2 separate regions of the Zea mays genome follow, and region 2 is linked to region 1. A link is a contact called in public Hi-C data. All regions are on one chromosome and are shown on one strand. Each heading gives the region's core, a stretch centred on a gene start, on an enhancer-like site or on the middle of the called end of the contact. The rest is flanking DNA. Distances are from core to core; before and after follow the strand shown.

Evidence for each region. A called contact is a pair of places that touch in the nucleus more often than the background predicts.
Region 2: a contact with region 1 is called in a Hi-C map of tassel, with 3 times the contacts expected there. The contact joins the promoter of LOC103643599 here to the enhancer-like site in region 1. A contact is called at or near these places in 6 of 25 Hi-C or Micro-C datasets (bundle sheath, ear, leaf and 1 more).

What each region holds. Positions count from the first base shown.
Region 1 is chr1:250,080,875-250,086,235 of Zm-B73-REFERENCE-NAM-5.0, reverse strand. No RefSeq gene overlaps it. Among protein-coding and RNA genes, the nearest start is that of LOC103645419, 70 kb to the left of the region's middle. Within about 2 kb of position 2,750, at least 17 of the 20 cell types and tissues checked have an H3K27ac peak or open chromatin away from gene starts, as enhancers often do. A contact at or near this core is called in bundle sheath, ear, leaf and 1 more, where this site is marked.
Region 2 is chr1:250,240,184-250,245,544 of Zm-B73-REFERENCE-NAM-5.0, reverse strand. It overlaps LOC103643599 (F-box/LRR-repeat protein 15), which reads right to left and starts at 2,987. Exons shown (of 17, transcript XM_020546794.1): 1 at 2,173-2,987. The coding sequence starts at 2,573.

The sequences.
Region 1 (5,361 bases), core at 1,501-4,000:
CGTCCTTCAGACACTCCATTCCTCTGAGGCGTTCCAGGCAGAGTAAGCCGCGGAACAATTCCACAACTCTTTAGATGATTGCTAAACTCATGGCTCAAATATTCACCTCCACGATCAGATCGTAGTGCTTTAATTTTCTTGCCACGCCGATTTTCCACTTCATTCCTAAACTCTTTGAACTTTTCTAAAGATTCATACTTATGTTTCATTGAGTAGACATATCCATATCTACTAAAATCATCAGTGAAGGTGATGAAGTATTGGAATCCTCCTCTAGCTGTCGTACTCATTGGTCCACACACATCAGTATGTATGAGTTCCAACAAATCTAATGGCCTCTCAGGTAAACTTGTGAAGGGTGCCTTGGTCATCTTGCCAAGTAATCATGCTTCACATGTCTTGTATAATTCAAAATCAAATGAAGTTAAAAGCCCATTAGAATGAAGCTTCTTCATACGTTTCTCACTTATATGATCCAAACGACAGTGCCACATGTAGGTAGGACTTAAATCATTAGGTTGAGGCATTTTAGCACTAATATTACAGATAGGTGCATCATGAAGATTTAAAATGAATAACACATTCATAATGGATGCAAAAGCCACAAACATGACATTCTTAGAGATCACACAACCATTGTTTTCACTCGCAAATGAATAACCATCATTCATCAAATATGAAGGAGACATAATGTTTCGAAGGTGGGCAACCGATCCGGTATCAAATACCCAAAAACTAGATAACAATTGTTTAACTCCAAAATAAATCCTGATGGAAGGTGGAGTTGCGTCGGCCCGATCGTCAACGCAACAACTCTTGCATTATTTCCTACTCGGGAATCAACTTCTCCTCTTTTCACGCTTCTACTTCTTAACATTTCCTGCATCGAATTGTAAATATGGGTAATAGATCTAGTATCAAATACCCAAGAATTAATATAAGAATCAGTAAGAAAATTTTATGTAATGTGAATAGCAAGTGTACTTGTTGTGGTTGTACCCTTACCGTCGTGATCCTTAATAGAGGCCAAGTACTGTTTGCAATTCCTCTTCCAGTGACCATGTTCTTTGTAGTAAAAGCACTCTGCATCTGCAGCTGGTCCAGCCTTGGGCTTTTGGTTTGGCTTAGATACTGTATCCTTTGCCTTGCTCTTCTTCTTTTGAGATTTACCCTTCTTAAAGTTGGGTTTGTTTTGGACCACCATCACACGGTCGCTGCTGCCAGTGCTTTTCTTTATGTCACCCTATGTTGTTTTCAGCATGCCACATAGTACATTGAGGCCCTTTTCTGCCCCATGCATATGGTTGTTCGTAATGAAGTTTCCATAGCTGGGTGGAAGAGACGCCAAAATGAAGTTAGTGGCCAACTCTTGGCCTACTTGGTAGCCTAGCTTCTCCAACCTCTAACTGTAACCAACCATTTGGATTACATGTGGCTCAACTGTTGCGCCTTCTGCTAGCTTGCATTCCAGAAAGGCTTTGGACACATTGAACCTTTCAGTCCTAGCCTGAGTCTGGAACATATGCTTGAGAGCCACGATCATATCGTGCGCCTCATGGTTTGTCTCAAACTGCACCTGCAACTCAGGCTCCATGCAAGCAAGTATCAGGCAACTCACTTCAAGATTAGCATCCATTGCTTTCTTGTAAGCGGTTTTAGCTGCAGTAGTTGCATATTCACCAGGATCCTCTAGCAGTGGGGTGTCTAGAACGTCTTCCTTTTTTTCAGCCCTGAGAACAATTCTCAGGTTATGGATCCAATCCGTATAGTTTGTTCCATTTAAATTATCCTTTTCAAGAATTGATTCCAAAGTAAATGTTGGTGTGCTAGGTGCCATTTATATACAACAAAATAATGCAAAATACTAAGACAAAAATATCCATGATAGAGTAAATCATATTAAACATTTAATAGAGTCTACTCCCACTAAAATCAATATCCCTCGATTGATACTTAGAGATCCAGAACCCACAACTAACAAGTCTACTAGTGAGCTTTAGCATCACTGCTAGAAGACAAGGTAGATCGGTAAGCAACTTCTTGCTAATCATATCATATCATATATATGACTTTTGTTGTTGGGTGACATATCTATGTCTCGGCTCCCAATCTTATGGCCCAAAGTCCATAACCATTAAGCTCACTTTGTTTAAGTTAACCAACCCTTTCTGTAGTTCGTATCCGATACAAACATACCTAGTCAAGGAAAACTGGTGGCACCCTAATTTTATAGACCCACCATCCATTGTACAAGGCTTATGATAGTGCAAGGTTTGGATGTGGCATTTAAGCTTAAACATTTTTGAGGGATTGTCCTACTTATATCATTGCACGCAAGGACATATATGCAACATGTAATACCCAAATCATAATGAATAAAGGAGTTGGAATATTTGGTGTTTAGGGAATATTTTTTTTATTTTATACATGCATGAGTATACAAACACAAGTTAAATAGGAATAAACCGCTTAATAAATAAAACAATATATATATAATGAAAATGCTTCTTCATGCTGGTATCTTTGTTTGTGCACTTAATCTAGGTGTGATATTCACAATCAAATCTTCATTCAAATTTGAAATCTAAAACTAAAAAGAAAAGAAAACAAAAAAGAAAAAGAAAAAAGGAAATAAAAAGAAAAAACCATGCCTGGGCTCAATCCTTTGGTCTCGGCCCATCTATCCCTCTCGCGCGGCCTGGACAGCCCACCACGGCGGACTGGTGTCGACAATAGGGGCCCACCGGTCAGTCTCACATCACCGTGCCCGCAAATTGCCATTTCACTCACTGGCAGGTGGGGCCCATGGGATAGACTCGTTCTACACTGGCGTTGTTTTCTCACGCGTTCTCTGTGGGTGGGGGATAGCTTGTCAGCCGCTCAGCGTATGCTTCCCTCAACCCGGGTCGATGACGCGTGGGCCCATGGTTGCTATGGATCTCCCGACAACAGACTCTCGGTAGCTCCTCTGCATGCCGCGCAAACCACACGGACCCAAACCAACTCCGAGGATGATTGGGAGGAGGTGGAGGCTATAACCCGACACGCCGAACGCCATACCTCGACCTATTCGTTGCCAGCTGAGCGAACTCCAACCTCCAACAAGCGCGCCACCGGGTGAGAAGAGTAGAGCGCCACCGTGTGAGGGATTTTGTCCAACCGTCGATTTGACCCAGCGATCCAGACCGGGGCGGCTCCGCGACGTCATTGGGAAGGACGTGTGCTTTGTGCCGGTTAAGATCGATAAGGGCTTGTTCGGTTAGCTCTCAATCCATGTGGATTGAGTGGGATTGGATGGGTTTGAATCCCAAACAAGTCAAACTTCTTCACAATTTTTTCCAATCCCATCCAATCCATGTGTATTGGGAATAACCGAACAAGCCCTAAGCTGGGAGCACGAGATTGCTCTTCGGAGTAGGCATAAGCCTTCCGCCGAGTCTTGCCACAGTGCTGCCGCCTCACACTCTCTGTTGGTGAGTATCCATCCTATTTTCTCACCATGATCTTATAGAAGTGTAGCGTAAGTTAATTGTGGGATTATGGCGGGAATCGGGTATAGTGGATGCCCTACTTTGGCGATGGCGTCGCCGCGCCTAGGTTCTGGTGCCGTCGTCGTTGGGCATGGGCTAACCGGGAAATGGTGACCGCCATCTAGCTCGGGACGACCACGATTAAAAGAGAATACCCCTTCGGTTATATTGCACGCGGACCATCGTGATCGAATCCAAGGGTCACGTTTTTGTAAAACCTTAGCTATTGAGCTCGCGTTGAATGATATAGATTAGCGCACGAAACTACCCCATCGCGAATGAATGATCTGACCGTTGATCGGTTGACTAGCGGTTAAGGCATCGCGTGGGCCTTGGACCGTGGATTCCCGATCCAAGGGCTTGCATAACATACTGATGACTTAAACGCGCTAATCTAATCTGGGCCGTCCGTGTCCGATCCGATGGTCTATATGCGATGGTACCCCTTCAGCCAGCCAGTCTTGCACAATAGCCCCTAATGTTTTCTTAAACCAACCCGCAGACCAGGTTAACTATAAACCAACCCGCACATGTTAATTTTGATGAGACCCACTAGGTCACCCCAGTTTGGCTATCTTTATACCTTGTTTACCACTGAACTTTTGGGTAGTACATGCTATTGTTTATGTGGTTTTGTGTCACACCCGGTTTTTAGGGACTCGGGCGTGAACATAATCACCAAGTGTGCTAGGAATAAGTCTTACACATATGATGACTCATGGTACATAAACGAATGTCACAACATTAATATATAACGGAGTTCTGTATAAAATATTTAAATAATTACATCATACAAAGACAACAATCCAGCAACCAAAGTTGATTGGGTGACGACGGTATAGACCTCTCATGAACACATCGCGCCATCCTTCATGTTTCTCATCCTGGGGTACCTGTTCTTGACCTGGGGGTGTCAATTCAGCAAGGATGAGCTCACATACGTTCATCGCTCAACAAGTTGTGGGGAATAATCTACATGAACTCGCTAAAGGTGGGAGCTCATGTGAAGTGCAAAGCTTACCAAAGAAGATGGTTAAAGCTGAGAATTGCTTTTAAAGTTGATCAATTTATTAGCAGTTACTAGGTATAAGTAGATACCAACCCAATTAAATAAGAGATCAAGATTAATAACAACACCCACAATGCAATGCAAATGACAAATTGAGTTTAATTCCATAAGTTAATCATGTGAGTGTCTGAGCCGCTCATGAACGTGAGCACGACTGATATACCCGTTTTACACTCTATAGAGGTTGTGCATCTTTACCCACAAGTCGTGTTACCCATTTGCCACGGAGTTAATCAGAACCCATACACCTCTACCAAGGAAGCAAGGAAGGGTACCACTACGAGGCCTTTACAAAGTTCCACTAGCTTCAGAAAACCCGCTACAGTTTCTAGGTAGCGTAGCATAGGAATCCCCCGTCTGACCGCCATCGCAGCAAAAACAGCCCGAGAACCTCCCTATATCGACCACTCCCCTACTGCCCTTGCCCCTTTCGGGTAATGTAGTCCTCCACTAGCTTTCCTAATTAGTCAGCCAAGGGTGTCCCATACCACCCTTGTTGTAGCCCTGTTTTCCTGGGTGGTTCTCCATGTTCTAATTAACAATATGATCTTATCATGAACAATAATTAAACAACATAATTGGAACATTATCATAATAAAACATTAGTTTTCCAAAACCAGGTAGAGCAATAGAAAATCTACCCAATAATTCATCTGGTTGCAAGGTGGGGGATAAACAATGCTATGGAAACCTATTAGGTCCCACCAAATTAACCTGAGCATGTCACAGTGATTAACCACTAACATTATTAGGTAAAAAGGA
Region 2 (5,361 bases), core at 1,738-4,237, 160 kb before region 1:
CAATATTTAAAAGGCAAAGTGATATACTTGGATGAAGGACAGACTGAGGTCAAAACGCCAACCAAAATCTTATTCAGCATGGCCTGATTCATCTAGATCTCAGGGAAACCAAGAACCTCTGACATTTTTATGACTGTCTATGGTAGATGACAAGATCTTCATTATATATATCCTCTTTGTCGTGGTATCGGAGACCGGGGACACAGTAGAATTTATATTCGGCAGGGGAGGCTAGCACGGACTCACTCCGAATGGTGAATCATGTGACTCGGGAGGGTTTATATTGGTTCAAGCAGGTGCCCTATGTAGTGTTGATCTTAGTATTACTCTTGGATGTGTGTTACAAAGGGTGCAAGTGAGAGTGAGAGAGCGAGGGAGAAGAGAACTGCTACTAAATGCTCCAAGCTCTCTTGCCTGCTCTGCCTACTGTTCCGCTGCCCCCTTTTATAGTTCAAGGGGGAGGTCTTTTTACAAAGAGACAGGTCGTTTGAAGCAAAGTGGGATGTGTTATCTACGGGAGTTCTTGGGCGTCGTCTTCTGACACGTGCATAAGCGCACGACCAATACGGCGGGTCGCCCCGCCATGTCCCGTTCGTGGGTTACTGTAGAGACTCCAGTGTTGAGGCTCTCTGTAGTGGAACTTTGGTTGGTCCCATGTCGCAGGGTTGGGGCGTTAAGGGCCGTGCATGATGACGCCTCGTCCCATTGATGGAGAGTCTCCGACACTTCCCCGACGTGCCATGGCGTCAGTCAAGACGATATTTGGTGGTGACGTGTCTTATCGTGGCTGGCGTGGGTCAACTGTGTCTGTCTTGTTTTCACGTTAAACGGGTACAGGCGTGCGCCTGCTAGGCGCGTGACGGGGGGTCGTGGAACCGAGGCCCACAGATGAATTGTCCCCCGTTGTGGGTATTCAAGTCTCCGCCTCGCCCAGTTGCTCGGCGGGACTTGGTCGGATCGTCCGCCTCGTAGAGTTGCTCGACGAGACTTGGTCGGGTCGTCCGCCTCGCAGAGATGCTCGGCGGGAGCTGATCGGGTCATTCACCTTGCAGAGTTGCTTGGCGGGAGCTGGTCGGATCGTCCACCTCGCATAGTTGCTCGGCGAGACTTGGTAGACTTTTACTCCTGTGGCTATTCGCCCAGTTGGACCGCCACCAGTAATGGGCTCACGTTGGGTACCCCGTACCTAGGGACCTGTCACTCTCCATTCCAAATTGCAAGTTCTTTTGGCTTTTCTAGATAGATAGCTTTTATTATGAATCTAGGTGCTAGCAAGAGCTATGTATCTGGAAAAGGACAGGCCCAATATTGGTGGCTCCCACAAGAATAGGGTCTGGGAAGGAATAACCAAGGGGAGCCTTACCCCTGGCTCAGTCAAAGGGCTCTCACCACTGCGTCAGGCCAGTCATTCCTCAAACAATTTACAATTTGGATTGGACAGAGTAACTTAGTCTTCACGAATATAGTTGGAAGGGACAATTTTGTGAAAATTCATAGGCTAACATGTGACTTAAATGTTGCATCTAAATAATCAATAGGAATAGATGGAGATAAAATAAATCGCTCTCAATGGAGGTTTCATGCGCTTTCCAATACCTTAGAAACGGGTTGACATAGTTTCAGAAAGGTGAAAGTAGTTTCACCTATTTCATTATGAAATGTAGTGCCATGTCATCAAAAATCCTATGTGGCATATCAATTAATTCTATGTGACATACTAATTACTCTCATGAAACTGTTATTGAGAATGGCCTTAGAGCAAACACTTTCTCCATTGATCCATTTGTGGGTCCTTTATCATTTCAAACCAGGGAGGCAGTGATTACAAAAACAACACTTCAGGCAACTGCATTACATCTTTGCTACCGTTGTTAGAATGGGCTCAGCATTTCAACATACACGAACATCAAAAAATGCACTGCATAAATTTTCATGCTTGAGTTCAAGACATCTTAGGTATCCTCCACATACATGCAAAAGAACAAGACCTTAGGTTGCAACTCCACATCAATTACATAATGCATGAAGTGCAGCTTCGTTTCAATTTCACTAGGCAGGTTTTCCTGAAACTACTATCAATAGGATCTAGAGAAACAAAACATTTAAACGAACAACAAAAAGTCCACATCATGCAAAATACTAAAGATGAGGAGCAACATTGGCATAACTTACTCGCCAAAGTGTCGTACTCTGAGCCGTTTATTCTGCAGGTCTCTGTCTTCATCCTCTTCGTTCAGCTTGCCCCACCCAACCTCCATACTGCCACCCGCTTGGGGATCGTCTAGGATACCACCAAACATGTCATGGAACCCAAGAGAAGAGATGGATTGTCCGCCCAAGGCCCTTTCCACACCCTGCGAGCTCCCAGCGGCGTCGGGGTTCCACTCCGGCAGAACCGGAGTCCAGTTAAGTGAGCGGGGAGCGGCCTCCTGCCGCGGCGGGAGGTGCCAGACTCGCCGCCCCAGCGACAGCGCGAGTTCCGGCTCCTCTCGCACCTCCTCATTCCCCTCTTCGTCGTCACCGGCGCCACCGCCAGCGCTCTGTACGCCCTTCATCCGGCCCCCATCCGCCATGCCCTCACGCCAAAAGACCAAAACCAAACCCTAGAACCATGCCCGGCGCCACTTACGGCCGCCCAGACCTGAACGAGCCTCCACCCACGCGTAACCCAACGGAGCTCACCGATTTGACACCACGGCACGGTGAATTCCACCGGATTCGGTCGAATCGGCACGGCCCAGCCGCGCACGGCCACCGGTAGTGCTGGCGCGCACGACACAGGAGCGAGTCCTCGGCGAGGTGGGCGGGGCCTGCGTCCGTACACGTATTCTCGAGTGGGGCCGAACCGGCTGGGCGGATCTGCGCGGCGTGGAGACGGCGGTGGTGGCCGCAGGCTCGCGAGCGCTCAGGGAGAGAGGGTGCGGGGGATTGAGAGGGACGGCTCGAGACAGAGGTGATGGGGCGCGGCCATATTTGTGCTATAGACTGACAAGACATTTGCAATTTTGTCATTATCATTTATGAGCTTCGCTACTATATTATCGGATCTATAAATCATTGTCACAAATGATTCTATCAATCATAAACATGAGATGGTATAATAACATAAAGCTAAAATGGAGTGTAAATAACAAATTTCTCTAGCCATAGAGCACTGGGTCACGACAACGACTGTGTTGGAGACTTGTTCTCAAATGTTATGAGTTAAGAACAAGGCAACACAAAAAGGTTAAACGTTAAAGTCTTTCGTTCTTTGAAGCATTATTTTCCTTGAGATATAACGATTTTCAGACGAAGATTATGAAGGACATACCTTCATCAGCATAATACATAATAACGAAGAGGGAACCATATGAAATATATAAAAGAATAACATAAACAATCATATATTATTATCAACTCGTTTCTATTTTATTATTGTAGAAAGATAGAAATAATGTCAAATTATAAATGTACCTTAGCTCGAAAGAAGGTAAGGGTACAAGTGTGATGCAAAAGCAAATGCCAGATCAACGTGAACAGTACGGGAGCACTGTTCACCTATTTATAGGCACGGGACGCAGCCCATGTAAAATTACACTCATGCCCTTTACATTTACTAATAACTCTATAGTAATCCATCGGGGTCTAAATAGCCTTTTCCCCTTTAAGTCGGTTTCCTTTTCTGCTATCACGCCGAAGCTCCCCTGCACATAGCTTCGGCTCTGCACCATCCTTCGTATTCTTTGTGCTTCTTCACACTGTGGTTTTGACCCAAGTCCGAAGGTACCTGTTCATGTATTATACTCCAGAAACATTATTAAATCATGTTTTTGAGGACCTTCGGAAGCCGAAGGCCCCCAACAGTAGCCCCTCGCAATATTAATTTGTTAGAATGGTAAATTCAGATTGCGATATGGACGAAGGCCCTAAGCCCAAGGTCCGAAAAAACATCTTCCTTTTGCTAGAATAGCAACAGTCAATGACAAGCGGGGCCCTCCAACTTGCAACGCACTAGGCGTATAAATAAGAGCATACCACGAGCTCATTTGGCATGCTTTTTGCCATCTGCTCTGCTTGCTCAATTTTTAGCTCTTGCCTACAAACGCTTGCCTGGCTTTTTAGATTTTCTAAGCTTCTGCCTTAAGAGCACATTTTCAGCATTTTCGAAGAGATGTCTCAAGATAAGAAAGTTGTCGCTGAAACGAAGCTGAGTCTTTCTGAGGAGAAGAATCTTGGCTTTATTGAATCAATAACAAAGACAAATACAGAGAAGATTACTAGAGAAATTTTAGAATGCTTATCTGAAGACACCGGTGATAGTGACAGTTATGATGTGGAAAGTGGTGGCGAAGACTCCGAAGATCGACCCTGGCGACCAAGTCATACAGTTTTCGGAAAATCAAGTATTAAACAGAGTCATCTTGATAATATGAGGGGAAGATATTTCCGAGATATGTCTGTTGTGAGGGCAGATGATGGAGACAGGACTGTTCCTACTCCCGAAGAGAATGAAGTTGTGATCTTCCGAAGCTTTTTTAAAGCTGGGCTTCGGTTCCCCTTAAGCAAATTTGTGGTTGAAGTTTTAAAGATATATCAGGTCTACCTTCATCAAATTACTCCCGAGGCAATCATAAGAATGGGAATCTTCGTCTGGGCCGTGAGGAGCCAGGGCTTGGAGCCAAATGCAAAAAGTTTCTGCAGTATGCACGAACTGCTATATGAGACGAAGCCCTGGGGTAAAGAGCAGTACCATAACAATTTTGGCTGCTATAGCTTCGTTGCCCGCTCTGGCTCAAGCTCCCCAGTGCCGACTTTTCGGAAGAGATGGCCCGGAGAATGGATGAAAGAATGGTTCTATGTGAAAAATAATTTAAAGGCACGAGAAGACATTAAAGAGATAATCATGCGCCCTATCTGGCAGCGCTTCGGCCTTCGGAAGCCGAAGGTAGAGATTGATGAGGCAGCCGAAGGATGCCGAAGAGCCTTCGGCACAGTTTGCTCTTTCATCGGGACAATGGACCTAATCCAGGAGCATATAGCTTTTAGAGTATGGCCACTTGTAGAAAAGTGGGAAATGCCGAAGGAGACTGTCACTAAGACTGGCGAAGGAGAGCTAGTTCGGTTAAAATACACCTTCAGATATAAAGGTAAGTTTGTTGAGTCGGATGATGACTGGTTAAAATGTATCGAAGCTACAAGTGATGAATTGGTTGGGCCGTACTCCAGAGCAGAAGATAACGCATTATCTGAGGCCTTCGGGAACCGAAAAAAGAAGAGGTCAAATAGAGTTTTTAATGCTATAGGATTTATGTACCCTGACTACCAGTACCCACTACGGGGTCAGAAGAGAAAAGGTGCGGCTCCTGTGAAGGATGTTGC